Linked DNA regions of Sus scrofa: region 1 is linked to region 2. The links are chromatin contacts, called in public HiChIP or PLAC-seq maps. All regions are on one chromosome and are shown on one strand. Each heading gives the region's core, a stretch centred on a gene start, on an enhancer-like site or on the middle of the called end of the contact. The rest is flanking DNA. Distances are from core to core; before and after follow the strand shown. Region 1 holds the start of PRCD (progressive rod-cone degeneration protein). Region 2 overlaps MXRA7 (matrix-remodeling-associated protein 7).

The links. HiChIP or PLAC-seq counts read pairs in DNA pulled down with a chosen protein or histone mark.
Region 1: an H3K27ac HiChIP or PLAC-seq map of skeletal muscle shows a contact between it and region 2. The contact joins the promoter of PRCD here to the enhancer-like site in region 2. A contact is called at or near these places in 1 of 47 Hi-C or Micro-C datasets (embryonic fibroblasts) and 2 of 2 datasets of contacts at active chromatin or transcription factors (alveolar macrophages and skeletal muscle).

Annotation. Positions count from the first base shown.
Region 1 is chr12:4,972,767-4,978,476 of Sscrofa11.1, reverse strand. It overlaps PRCD (progressive rod-cone degeneration protein), which reads left to right and starts at 1,783. Exons shown (of 5, transcript XM_013989871.2): 1 at 1,783-2,914; 2 at 3,217-3,285; 3 at 5,199-5,272. The coding sequence starts at 2,841. The coding sequence ends at 5,214. It overlaps CYGB (cytoglobin), which reads right to left and starts at 1,232. Exons shown (of 4, transcript XM_021066574.1): 1 at 1-1,232.
Region 2 is chr12:4,827,464-4,833,769 of Sscrofa11.1, reverse strand. The region is part of intron 1 of MXRA7 (matrix-remodeling-associated protein 7); the gene reads right to left. Among named protein-coding and RNA genes, the nearest start is that of MXRA7, 8.3 kb to the right of the region's middle. Within about 2 kb of position 3,494, at least 43 of the 83 cell types and tissues checked have an H3K27ac peak or open chromatin away from gene starts, as enhancers often do. A contact at or near this core is called in embryonic fibroblasts and skeletal muscle, where this site is marked.

The DNA.
Region 1 (5,710 bases), core at 534-3,033, 150 kb before region 2:
TGTGTGTCTGTGTGTGTGTGTCTGTGCAGGGTATATGTGCAGGGGGCGGGGGACCGCGAGCGGGGGGCGGGGATGTGGTCTGCTGGAAAAATGCGAAAAAAAATAAATCCGCTCCAACCCCTCCAGCCCGCGTCCGCGAGCCAGTTCCGGCAAGGTGAAGGCTGGGCGGGGTGGGGGCGACGCGGCGGGCACCCGCCCGCCCTCCTCGCCACCGCGGAGTTGGACCGCCGGGTGGGGCTGGGGCGTGGGCGTGGCGAGGGGGCCGGGGGTCTCGGCAGGAGGGGGCGGTCACGCGGCGCAGGGCCGCGCTGGCCACGCAGGAGTGCGCCGCGGCGGGTGCGGGTCTGGGGGCCCCGGTCCCCGCTCCCCAGACGGGCGGTGTCGGGGCGTGTGCGTGTGAGCACCCTTCCCGCGGCGGGGAACTGACTCGAAGTCAAACACTGCCAGGCATTTGCGGCGTGGCCGCCCGCCCGCCCGCCCGCGACCCGAGCTGAGCTCCCCCTCGCTCCCGGCCTCTCCCGGGCCAGCCGCTGGGGTCCGCGGCGCTCTCGCCCGGGCTCCGGACCCCAGACTCCGGAGGGGTTAGAGGAAGAACCCTAGAGGAAAACACCGCCGCGGGGATGAGGAGGGGGCGGCTGTCAAACTTGATCACCAGAGGCCTGCGCCCCCCCTTTCCTTCCCGCCAGCGCTCCTTCCCCTCGGAGCAGCACGTGGCCTCAGAAAGAAGGCCCCGGGTGGCTTGTAAATGACACAGGCAGGCCCAAAGCAGGGGGCGAGTGGCCCCTAATACCAGCCCAGGCGGAGCAAAGTCCCAGGCACCCCAAACCTGGGTTGGGGGGGAGCGGTGTGAAGAAGTCTCGGGAGGCCCAGGCCGCTGGAGACATCGTAGCCAGCAAGGCCCCGATTAGGGAAGGGTTCTGTGGATGGAATCCCGTGTCCACCACAGAATTGCTCTTCTCCGGGAGGTGGGACCACCATTAGACTAGAGGTGGGGACTGCGTCTCTGAGAGCCACCCAGTCCCCACCCTGCAAGCAGCTGCTCAGTCCCGGTATGGCCGGGTCCCACCTCTGAGTCCCAGTTGAAGCCTGAGGCCCACAGCGGCGGCTGCAAGCGGCTGAAACACGTGACCACGCATGCGGGGTGTGTCCAGTTCTCCCCAAGGCTCCCTGGTGATCCTGCCCTTTCCAGCTCTGTGTCCACTGCTCCAGTAGTGCAAGAGGTGGTGGCTCCTCTTTGGCTCTGCTTTATGTGCCTATTTTAAAAAACCTATTTCAGGAGTTTTCTTGTGGCGCTGTGGGTTAAGGATCTGGTGTGGTCATTGCAGCAGCTTGGGGTGCTGCTGTGGCACAGGTTTGATCCCTGGCCCTCGAACTCCCCTATGCCACAAGCGTGACGAGAAAAAATACCCTATGTCAGAACAGAGAGCCCTGGCACAGCCCCAGCTCGGGCCTCGCTGGAGCCCAGCGTTCAGGTCCTTTACTGGAACCCAGGGCAAGAGGCCTCTTGTGGCTCAGAGCTCAGCTGAGAGAGGGAAAATCCAGTGCCCCCTTCTGGGGTCTTAGAGAGGGATTGAGGAGGGTTGGTGGGCTCAGCTTCTTTCACTAGTCTCAGACCCATGTCCTGGCTTTTTTTTTTTTTTTGCTTTTTTGGACCACACTCTTGGCACATGGAAGTTCCCAGGCTAGGGTACAGTTGCTGGCCTACAGCACAGCCACAGCAATGCAGGATCTGAGCCGTGTCTGTGACCTACACCACCGCTCACGGCAACGCCAGATCCTTAACCCACGAGCAAGGCCAGGGATGGAACCCACAATCTAGTGGTTCCTAGTTGGATTCATTTCCATTGCACCACAATGGGAACTCCGCCACGTCCTGGCTTTTGATCTGTGCTCTGCACGTCACCTGGACCAGGACACTGTGCTGGGTCCCCCCACTCAACTCCTCTGACGGGCTCAGAGCCAGCACCATGGCCTTCCAAACAGCTCCCTGAGAGGTTCCACCCAGAAGTGGACAGGAAGTAGGAGAAATCTTATTTCTGCTTGCTTTTATCTCATCCTTTACAAGTTCTATGGGTGTCGCTGGTAGAGGACTGTGTCTGCACGGTAACAGAGCATATAATTTATAAGTGGATGTGTGTATCTATTACACTTACATTCTGCCCTTTGCTGAAGAGGACGTGTAATCAGAAGTGTGTGGAAAAGATTGTCCTGGGGTCAGGAGTGAACCACTTAGCCAGCCCTTCACTCCCTGGCCTCTCCTGTCTTCCTGGCTTCATCATCTATATTCTCCTCCCCCCCCCATGACGTCATTGCCCCACCAATACTCAACTTCCAGTTGCTGCAACATGCCAGGCGCTTTCATGCCTACAGCCCCGGCAGAGTCTTCTGTCCGCGGGCCCATCCTTCCTTGAGCCCCTGCAAACTCAGAACAACCCGGCTTCTCTCTGAAGCTTCCCCTGATGCTCACGACTCCCAGAGTGCTCTGTAGGCGCCTTAACCGCCTAGATCTCCCAGTTGTGCTCATCGGTTTAACTTGCCAGGGCGTTTGTCTAGACCGCAAGCCCCTTGAGGGCCAAGCCCAGGGCTTAGTCATATCCCCACCCAGAGCAGACTGAGGTCAAGATACCCTGCCGCTGCCCACTGCCGGGGGAAAACCTGGGCCCAGTGAGGTTAATCGGTCTTCACAAGGTCGGGTCTGCTGACCCTGCTAATCAGCTTGAGCCTCCTAATCCATCGCCAGCAGGAACCTCGGGACAAAGGCAGTGGCTCGTGAGAGCTGGCAGGGGCCATCTTGGCCTTCTTCTGCGCCTGGGTCTCAGAGGGGATGGGGCAGCTGAGCCATGTGCACCACCCTCTTCCTGCTCAGCACCTTGGCCATGCTCTGGCGCCGCCGATTCGCCAACCGGGTCCAACCGTGAGAACCTGGCTGGGCCGTGGGCTGGGGCGGGGGAGAAACCGCTGGGCTGGGTTATAGCCGAGCTGCGGACTGCAGGGGTCAGGGGCTGCATGGACTCCCGGGAGGCTGGGAGTACAAGGGGCACCCCCGAGAGTCTCCCCTTCCAAGGAGGGGGCGCTTGGAGCTCTTCAAAGACACGGGGCACAACCTCTGGTCCCACAGCCCAACGTGGCTTAGGCTTAGGTCTCGCAGAGAAGCAGGAGAGGGGGCGGGGGTCCGGGCGCTGCCCACAGCCCTGCCTGCCTCTTTCCCTCCCGCAGAGAGTCCAGTGGAGTAGATGGGGCAGTCTCGGGCAGCGGTTTGGAAACAGACCTCCAACCCTCAGGCAGGTAAGACTCAAGAGTCTGGGGCGGGGGAGGGAGGGTGTTGCTAAGGACACGGCCGCTGTCCCCTGTCCAGGCCTGGGGGGTGTACGTGGGGACGTGCGTGTGTGCGTGCCCCTGGCCCCAGCTACCCGGTTCCCTGCATGCCTAGGGCTTTCTTCAGTTGGGGATGGGAGGCCCCAGCCTCTCTTCGGAACCCAAACTGCTCTGCCTCGCTCGTCCGAGTGCAGGTGGTCCCCGGGGTCCCTTCTCTTGGAAGGCGCAGGGGGAGTGGAGAGAGGGGTGAGGGAGAAGCCGCTTTGCGTGGCTTTGCTGCCTTCCCCTCCCCCTCCCGCTGCCGCTGCCCCCACCCGCTCAGCAGCTCCGCGGCCTGAACCTCCGGCAGGATTCGCTGTCCAGGCCCCAATAGGAGGCCCAGGAGGAGCATGACGTCATCAGCACTGCGTGCCATTGGCTGGGCAGCCCCTGCGGGCAGGACGCTGTCTCCAGTGGCCAGAAAGTTAACTCTTGCCTAGGCTGAAGCCATGTGGCCTTTAGAAGGGGGTGAAGTTTGGGGAACTTCAGGATTTCCTCCCTCTCCGGGTGCCTAGTGTCCTTTGAGGACAGGAGATCCGTGCCCGACACAACACGGGAAAATTGGCAAATATGTACCAAGAACCTACTGTTGGAAATGCTCTTTTGCGCCCGTGGGTGCTCTTCTCTGCTCAGGAAGCTCCTGCGAGGCCCTTGGCCTTTGGACTGCAGGGTCTGGAAGGAGGCTGCTCCCCATAGAGCTCTGGCGGCTGGGACAGGCATGCTCGCTGTGCACCCCACTCTCTGCCAGGCTGTGGGAGGTACCCCACGGAGCCCCTTAGGTACCTGGAGCCTGGCGAGCCGAGAACTGGGGCCTCCCTCTGTCTCTGGCCTGACTTCTCGGTCCCTGGATTCCCCCAGGTTCGGAATGTCCAAAGGCCCCCCCTCGAAGTTTAGGGTAAGTGCAGAAGACAGGGTCATTTCTGTGATGCCTTTCCTGGACACCTAGGCTAGTTGAGAGGGTCCCCGGGGAGCCTGATTGCTGCCACTGGTGAAATGGGCTGACACGTAAAAACAATCGTTTTACACGACTGGGCCTCACGCGTAGGAGGCCCTCAAAGGCTGAAGGGTCCTCCCTGTTGCGTTTGGGGGGAGCTGGAGTGGGGCAGCCTGAGTTTAAATCCTACTTCCCCTCTCATTGAGAGACTGTGGGCAAATGATATAATCTTTTGATGTGTAAACTGGCATTAATCACAGTGGTTACGAGGGTTTGGGGAGATTTAAATGAGATAATGATGATAGAACCCTAGCACAGAGCAACTGTTCCGCAAACACCAGATCTTGCCTTGCTGTTAGGTGACCAGCCCTTTCTCCTTCCCCAGAGGTTTCGCATACATGAACTGAAGGCTCAATGGCCCCAAAGCTTTGGCAGTTCAAATCTCTTGTTCATGGCGCAGGAAGCCAAGGGACAGGGAGATATAAATTACTTGCTCCAGGCGGTCCTCCCAGCTGGGGGCTGATGTGAGACTGACAGGTCCCTGCCTCAGACAGTCCATCTCCTTGACAGACATGAAATGTGCCTGGACCTCCTGTCAGGAGAGAAAAGGCCAAATCTGGGACCATCTGGCCAGGCCTGGTCTGGCGTGGCCTTGCCAGGAGGAAGCAGTCGCCCATTAACTCCTTGGAACCCAGCTAACAGGAAAGACTGGCCTGTTGGGGCCGCCATGGAGGGCTGGCTCCGGGTGGCAGCAGGGGTGGCGCTCTGCTCTCCAACTCCAAGGCTTCTTGGTGCTCCTGCTTCTCGATGGTGGGGTGAACGACGGGCTTGGGGGAGGGAGGAAGGGGAAGGCTGGAAGCCTGGGAGGGTCTTTGGCGTCGATTATCTGACTCTGCATTTTCCTCTTTAGGGAGAAGAGCCTCTGAAGTGAGCCCTCACCTCTTCAGGCAGAGCTCAGCCCCAGGGCCTGGGATGGACTGGCAGGTAGGGCAGGGTGCGCAGCCTGGAGGGCAGGGGGCAGGGCTGGGGACAGGGCGGCAGGATGTGCCAGGCTTCAGCTCTGTGGGCACTGTGGAGGCTAAGGGAGGGGTGGACTCCTATGGGCTCCTACCTTAAATCTGTTATGTTCCAGGCCACTGGGCAAGGGTTAGTTTTAAGAGAACTATATGTGATCTTGGGAGTTCCCGCTGCGGCACAGTGGGTTAAGAATCTGACTGCAGTGGCTCAAGTCACTGTGGAGGCGCGGGTTCAATCCCTGGCCCGGCGCAGTGGATTAAAGGATCTGGCGTCGCCATAGCTGTGGCTCAGGCTCCTTTCCTCTGAGGAGCCCCAGTGAGGGACACACTAGGGTCCCCGTTTAACTCTGGGGCAACCCCCACACCCAGGATAGAGGTGGGACCAAGCAGGGAGTGGAGAGGCCAG
Region 2 (6,306 bases), core at 2,245-4,744:
CGCCCAATCAGACCCCCCGACACACAATGTGATGCCGCTGGCGGGTGGATGTGACCCACGGGCCCAACTTCCTCTTGGGCCCAAGGGATCTCTGGTCCCAGAACTGGAAGCTTAAGAGCTGGGAGCTGCAGAGAGTGACCGGGGTGGGGGGTGGGGGGAGAGTCCCCCACCATGGCCACCCCGATGCCATTCCACCCCTGTCCCCTCTCTGTGGGAGCGACTCACGTCCTGTACACCACTCTGCCAGGGTCAAGCCTGGGGGCAGGATGAACCCAGCAGCTGCTCAGAGCTCTGGCTGCAGACATCACAAGAGGCCACCATCACTGCTGACCCCTCGTCAATGTGCTGTATAGTCCCCGACGTTAGGGGCAGAATTGTGTCCTTCCCCAAATTCATCCATTGAGGTCCCAACCCTCAGTACCCCAGACTTTGACTGTATTTGGACAGAAGGCCTACAGAGGTTATTAGAGGAGTTCCCTGGCGGCTCAGTGGGTTAAGGACCTGGCATTGCCAATGCTGTGGCTCCGGTTGCTGCTGTGGTGCAGGTTTGATCCCTGGCTCGGGAACTTCTGCATGCTGCAAGTGCCGCCAACAACCCCCCCTCAAAAAACAAACAAATAAACAAAAAAGATTATTAGATTATTAGGAGGGGTCCTAGTCCACTTTGACTGCTGTCTTTACAAGAAGAGGAAATGTAGACACACAGAGAGACACCTGGGGTGTGAGCACACAGAGGAAAAACCCCGCGAGGACACAGCGGGAAGGCAGCACCTGCAGCAGAGGACAGAGGCCTCGGAGAGACTGAACCCACTGACACCTTGACCTCAGTGTTCCAGAGAAGACAAATTCCTGCTGTTTAAGCCACGCGGTCTGCGGTGAAAGTAAGTCACTTTCATGAACGCTGAGAATCACGACATGCTCTGGGACAGACAGCTGCTGTCACCCTGGCAGGTTCCCACAGCAGGGCCGGGGCTGAGACCCTGCCCCAGTCAGCTCACTGACCAGCATCTCGGCCTTCCATTCGTGGTTAAAGCCTAGTTCGCACCTCACACGTTCTGGGACGCCTTTCTTTTGTTGTCTTTTTTCCTTAGGGCCACACCCACAGCCGCCACACCCACCGCAGCACTGCAGAACTCCTGCGATACTATTGTTTTTTAATTTTTTTTTATTATAGTTGATTTACAATGTTCTGTCACTTGATGCTATATAGCCAAGTGACCCAGTTATACATTTATAAACATTCTTTTTTTCACATTATCCTTCTGGATTTGTTCCATCACAAGTGATTAGATATAGTTCCCTGTGCTGCGCAGCAGGATCTCATTGCTCATCCACTCCAAATGCCATAGTTTGCATCTACTAACCCCAAACTCCCACTCCCTCCCCCTTGGCAACCACAAGTCTGTTCTCTACGTCCATGAGTTTGTTTCTTTTCTGTAGATCGGTTCACTTGTGCCGTTTATTAGACTCCAGATAGAAGTGATATCATATGGTATTTGTCTTTCCCTTTCAGACTTACTTGATTTAGTATGAGAGTCTCTAGTTCCATCCCTGTTGCTGCAAATGGCATTATTTTGTTCTTTTTTTATGACTGAGTAGTATTCCATTGTCTATATGTACCATATCTTCTTAATCCATTCATCTGTCATTGGACATTTAGGTTGTTTCCATGTCTTGGCTCTTGTGAATAGTGTTGCAATGAACATAGGGGTGCATGTATCTTTTTCAATAAAAGTTTTGTCTGTATACGTGCCCAGGAGTGGGATTGCTGGATCATGTGGTAGTTGGTTTTCTGAGGTACCTCCATACTGTTTTCCATAGCGGTTGTACCAATTTACATTCCCACCGACAGTGAAGGAAGGTTCCCTCTTCTCCACGCCCCTCCAGCATTGGTTATTTGTGGACTTACTAATGATGGCCATTCTGACAGATGTGAGGTGGTACCTCATTGTAGTTTTGATGTGCATCTCTCTAATAACTAGTGATGTTGAGCATTTTTTCATGTGCCTGTTGGCCGTCTGTGTCTTCTTTGGAGAAATGTCTCTTCAGGTCTTCTGCCCATTTTTTTTTTTTTTTTTTTTTTTTTTTTTTTGTAGGGCCACACCTGCAGCACATGGAGGTTCCCAGGCTAGAGGTTGAATTGGAGCTGTAGCTGTTGGCCTACACCACAGCCCACGGCAACGCCAGATCCTTAACCCACTGAGCAAAGCCAGGGATGGAACCCGCAACCTTATGGTTCCTAGTCAGATTTGTTTCCGCTGAGCCATGACAGACAGGAACTCCGGATTGTTTGTTTTTCTTGCTAGTGAGTTGTATGAGGTGTTTGTATATTTTGGAGATTAAGCCCTTGTCAGTTGCATCATTTGAAACTATTTTCTCCCATTCCGTAGGCTGTTTTATTTATAGTTTCCTTGGCTGTGTGAAACTGGGATACTTTTCTAATTCAGCTTTTCCACCAGGGGAGGGGGTGGAGGTGGGCCTCCTGACAGCCCCGCCAAGGCCAGGAGCCCAAGAGGGAGGGACGGCAGAGGGGAGGGGAGGGGCAGCAGGGTGAAGAGGGGCTTGGAAGGAGGCTTCTCAGAGCCCCTGGGAGCCAGGTACGCACCCCAGGGGCAGCGCAATGCTACTTCTGGCTGCCCTGGCCCCATCTAGGCCTGACGCACGGCTGAAGTCAGAAGAGATGGGGGGAGATGGAGAGAGAGAGACGGATATCTGTCTGCCTAAGGAAATGAATCTGCCCTGGGTCCTGCAAACAGGACCTATTGGATCCTGTGACCAGCCACCTGGGCTGCCTCCTGTTGGGCCTGTGCCAACCCCTCCCTCGACTCTAGTTCATCCAGAAAGTGGACCTGACCAGGGGCGGGGATCACGGATCCGCCAGGGAGGCAGAGGGGAGGCCCAGCTCCCATGAGGATGCCTGTCCCTCCATGCCCCCGCAGCAGGCGACAGCAGAGACAACAGGAAGCCCTCAGGGGGCCTGCACAATCCCCCAAGCACACGCCATGCAGCCAGGTCAGCGGACTGCCCCATCTCCAGGGAAGATCCTTAAGATGGGCACTGAGACCAGGCACAGGGGCTGCCTCCCTGCTTCCACCCAGGCGGAAGCAGGATAGACAGTGCTGGCACTCCTTCCAGAAGGATTCCATTAGGCAATGAGGCTGTTCATCTTTTGCATTCACAGCAGAGCGTTGCTGTGGGGCGAGCAGACAGAGCAGAGCCGGCGCCAGCTCCCGGGGCGCCGGTGCTGGGCGGGGAGGACAGGCTGGCGGCCGAGGTCACAGCCAGGCCGTTCTCTCCGCCTGTACCATCAAAACAAGGCAGCCACCCCTGGCCTCCAGATGACAGCTCCAGGCTCCAAGCAGGCCAGCTCTCTCCATCCACATGTGCGGCTGGACAGGACATGTCTCGGGTGACAAGGAACCAAACTCTTCTTGTCCCAGCTTGGCCCCTTTCAACGCGTCCAGGTTTTCTCTGCGGTCACAGCAACTTGACACTTCATCATGGCCCAGGAATGTTGACGACAGCCTGGCACTTCCTCTCCATCTGACTTCTAAGCTCTCCTTGCCTTTGGGAGACGTCTGGGGTCCCTCCTCCCCCTAATTCTCCCTGATCTGGCCTCGGTCACTCTGTGCCTTCATCCTGGCACCATGTCCTGGACCCCATTCTCCTCCAATTCTCCCGTTCTGAAGACATCTTAAAACGCCGACTTGATGATGCTTTTCTGCTCAAAGCCCCCTGATGACAGTTGCTATGTACAGTTCAAGGAAGCCTGGCTTTGAAAGCTCTCCTGCTTCCAGATTCCATGAGTCAGTCTCTAAGGGTTTGCTGGCAAGTGCTGTCCTCTCCCACCCACCACATGGGCCATGAGGTCATCCTTGGGGCCACAGCCTCGGGCACAGGGGCTGTCCTTGGAGGCTCGCCCCTGGGCCCCTTCCCTCCTCTGTCGGACAGGGTCCTCTGAGACCACACCGTCTGACTTGGACAGGATGGAGCTCAGTTACTATTCTAACCGGGGTGGAGAGAGCCCTGGCGCTGTGTGGACGGACTGCAGGGTCTACTGCAGGGAGGAGGGGCAGAGGGGCCAAGACCCCCACCCAGACCAGTTCTGCTTCTGCTCCCTGCACTGAGCTTCCTTATGCACTGGAGGGAGAGAGGTATCCAGTGCTTTTAAATATGTCAGAAGCCGCTGATCTACCTTGGCTCCGACCCAGTACAAAACCCCAGGTGATAAAACCTTAGATGAACTGCCAGCTACCCAGTCTCTGTTTGAACACCCCCAGCATCAGGGAGCTCACTACCTTACAGTTTGCCTCTTTGGGGCAGAAAACACAGCTCTAGGGATGCACGCAGGCAGGTGACACACAGGGCCCTGGGCACAAAGAAAAATGATTGCTGCTGCCCAGGGCAGTCCTATGAGCAGGCGGCACCTGCCTCTCAGCAGGAAGCGATGGGGTTTTCTTTTTGTTGTTATTGCAGTTTATTCATTCAACAAGTACCTTCTGGGTGCGCCTGTTCTCATGAGCTGACATTCCTCCGCAGCAGACAATGCACCAAAATCAAAGATGACCTCAGCCTGCACTGAGTGCTGCGAAGGAAGCCAGAGAGGACCGTGTGCTGGGAGGAATTTACATCCACCACGGTGGCCAAGGTCACAGAGACTTAAAAGGGGAAGAGAAGCAATCCCTTCTAGGGATCGAGGCTGGGAGGGCTGGCCAGGCAGAGGAAGCGTGGCACCAGGCCTGGCATGTGTCTGGGGTGGGGGGCGACTAGAAGAGGCAGAGCCGTTGGGGGTGTTGGGAAGAGCCTGGCATTTACTCTGTGAGTGATGGGGCCACTGGGGGGCTTTAAGCAGAGCAGGAGATGTGGTTTCTATTTTGTGAAGATCACACTGGTTGCTGGGCGGGGTGCAGGTGGGGCGCACACGGGAGGCAGGGAACCTGAACAGCCCAGACGAGGCATGGACTGGAGCGGTGGCCAGAAAGATGGGTGAGCCCGCATGCAGCGGGCATTGTGGAGGCCCAGGAGGCAGGACCTGCTGATGTGGTCACTGCAGGCAGGTGGGACAGGGACAAAGAGAAAACCAGGAAGACACTGGGGCTCTTGGTCGGAGCAGCCACGCGACTGGTGCTAGAGCTCTGAATGGGATGACAAACACTGGGGCGGGGGCGGGAGTGGGGGGGGCAGAGGGCATCTTGGTGGGCAGAAACGCAGCACCCCATCAGATGTGATGTCCAGGAGGCGGCTGGGGCCGGGCTTGGCTGGGGCAGAGCCGTGGGCGTCATCAGCTCTTGATCCCAGGCTGATGGCAGCCCATGTGTCCTGGGAGGTGGCAGCGGTCCCGGCCACGCAGAAGCCCTCCACTTGCTGTCATGGGCTTGAGCTTTTCTAGTGAGGTCCGAGAGCAGAGAGCTCCTGGTAACCCCCTGACTCGAGGCACAGGGATGTGGGGGCGAGAACAGCCAGGGGGGCCAGCCTGCAGGGCTGTGGGTTCAAACGTCCAGACTAAGAGACCGTCCTGGACTCCCAACCAAGGGCACGGTCACAAGCCCCAAAGGCCCCAAAGGCGCAGGCCGTCTGGCTCAGACATCAGCCTGCCGGATTCAATCCCATCAGATTAACGTCTTTGGCCCTGTTCCTACAAAGAGGATTTGGAGGACATCAAAGCTTCATAAAAAACACCCCGAGGCAGCAGTCGGCCATCTCCCAGACCCTCCGTCAGTGAATATTAGGCTGAATTCCAGTCTCTGCCTTTGGAGAGAACAGAGGTCAAAGACAGGGAAGAAAATGAAGAGAGGGACCAAATCAGATCCGAAAGGATCAGAGGAAGAAAAATCCTTGTGTTGGGGAAAGCCAGGCTGAAGAATTTTGACCATGACCAGCTCCAAGGACAGTCACAGAAGGCAGGTGGCCAGCACTTCAAATCTCCTTTAGCCTTTACGAGGAATAAAGATGAGAAGGGTCTGACCTTGGGGAGGCGGACCATTGTTGCAGGGTGCCTCTGGGCGGGAGGTAGCTTCTGATTTTGAGACTGATCCCAGAGGCTGAGTCTTCAGCAAGTCAAGACTCCGGTTGGGAGAAAGCATTCACACCACGGTCCTAGAATTAGCCGCCTGTGAGACCACGCTCAGGGCTGCCCCAACCAGAGGCCAGGCGGGTTAGCAATGCCAAGGATTTCTACGCAAGTTCCCAGGCCAGGGATCCGATCTGAGCCCCAGCTGTGACCTCAGCCCCAGCTGTGGCAGCGCGGGATCCTTAACCCACGGCTCCACAGCAGAAACTCCCTTGGCAAGGATTTCCAACTTGAAA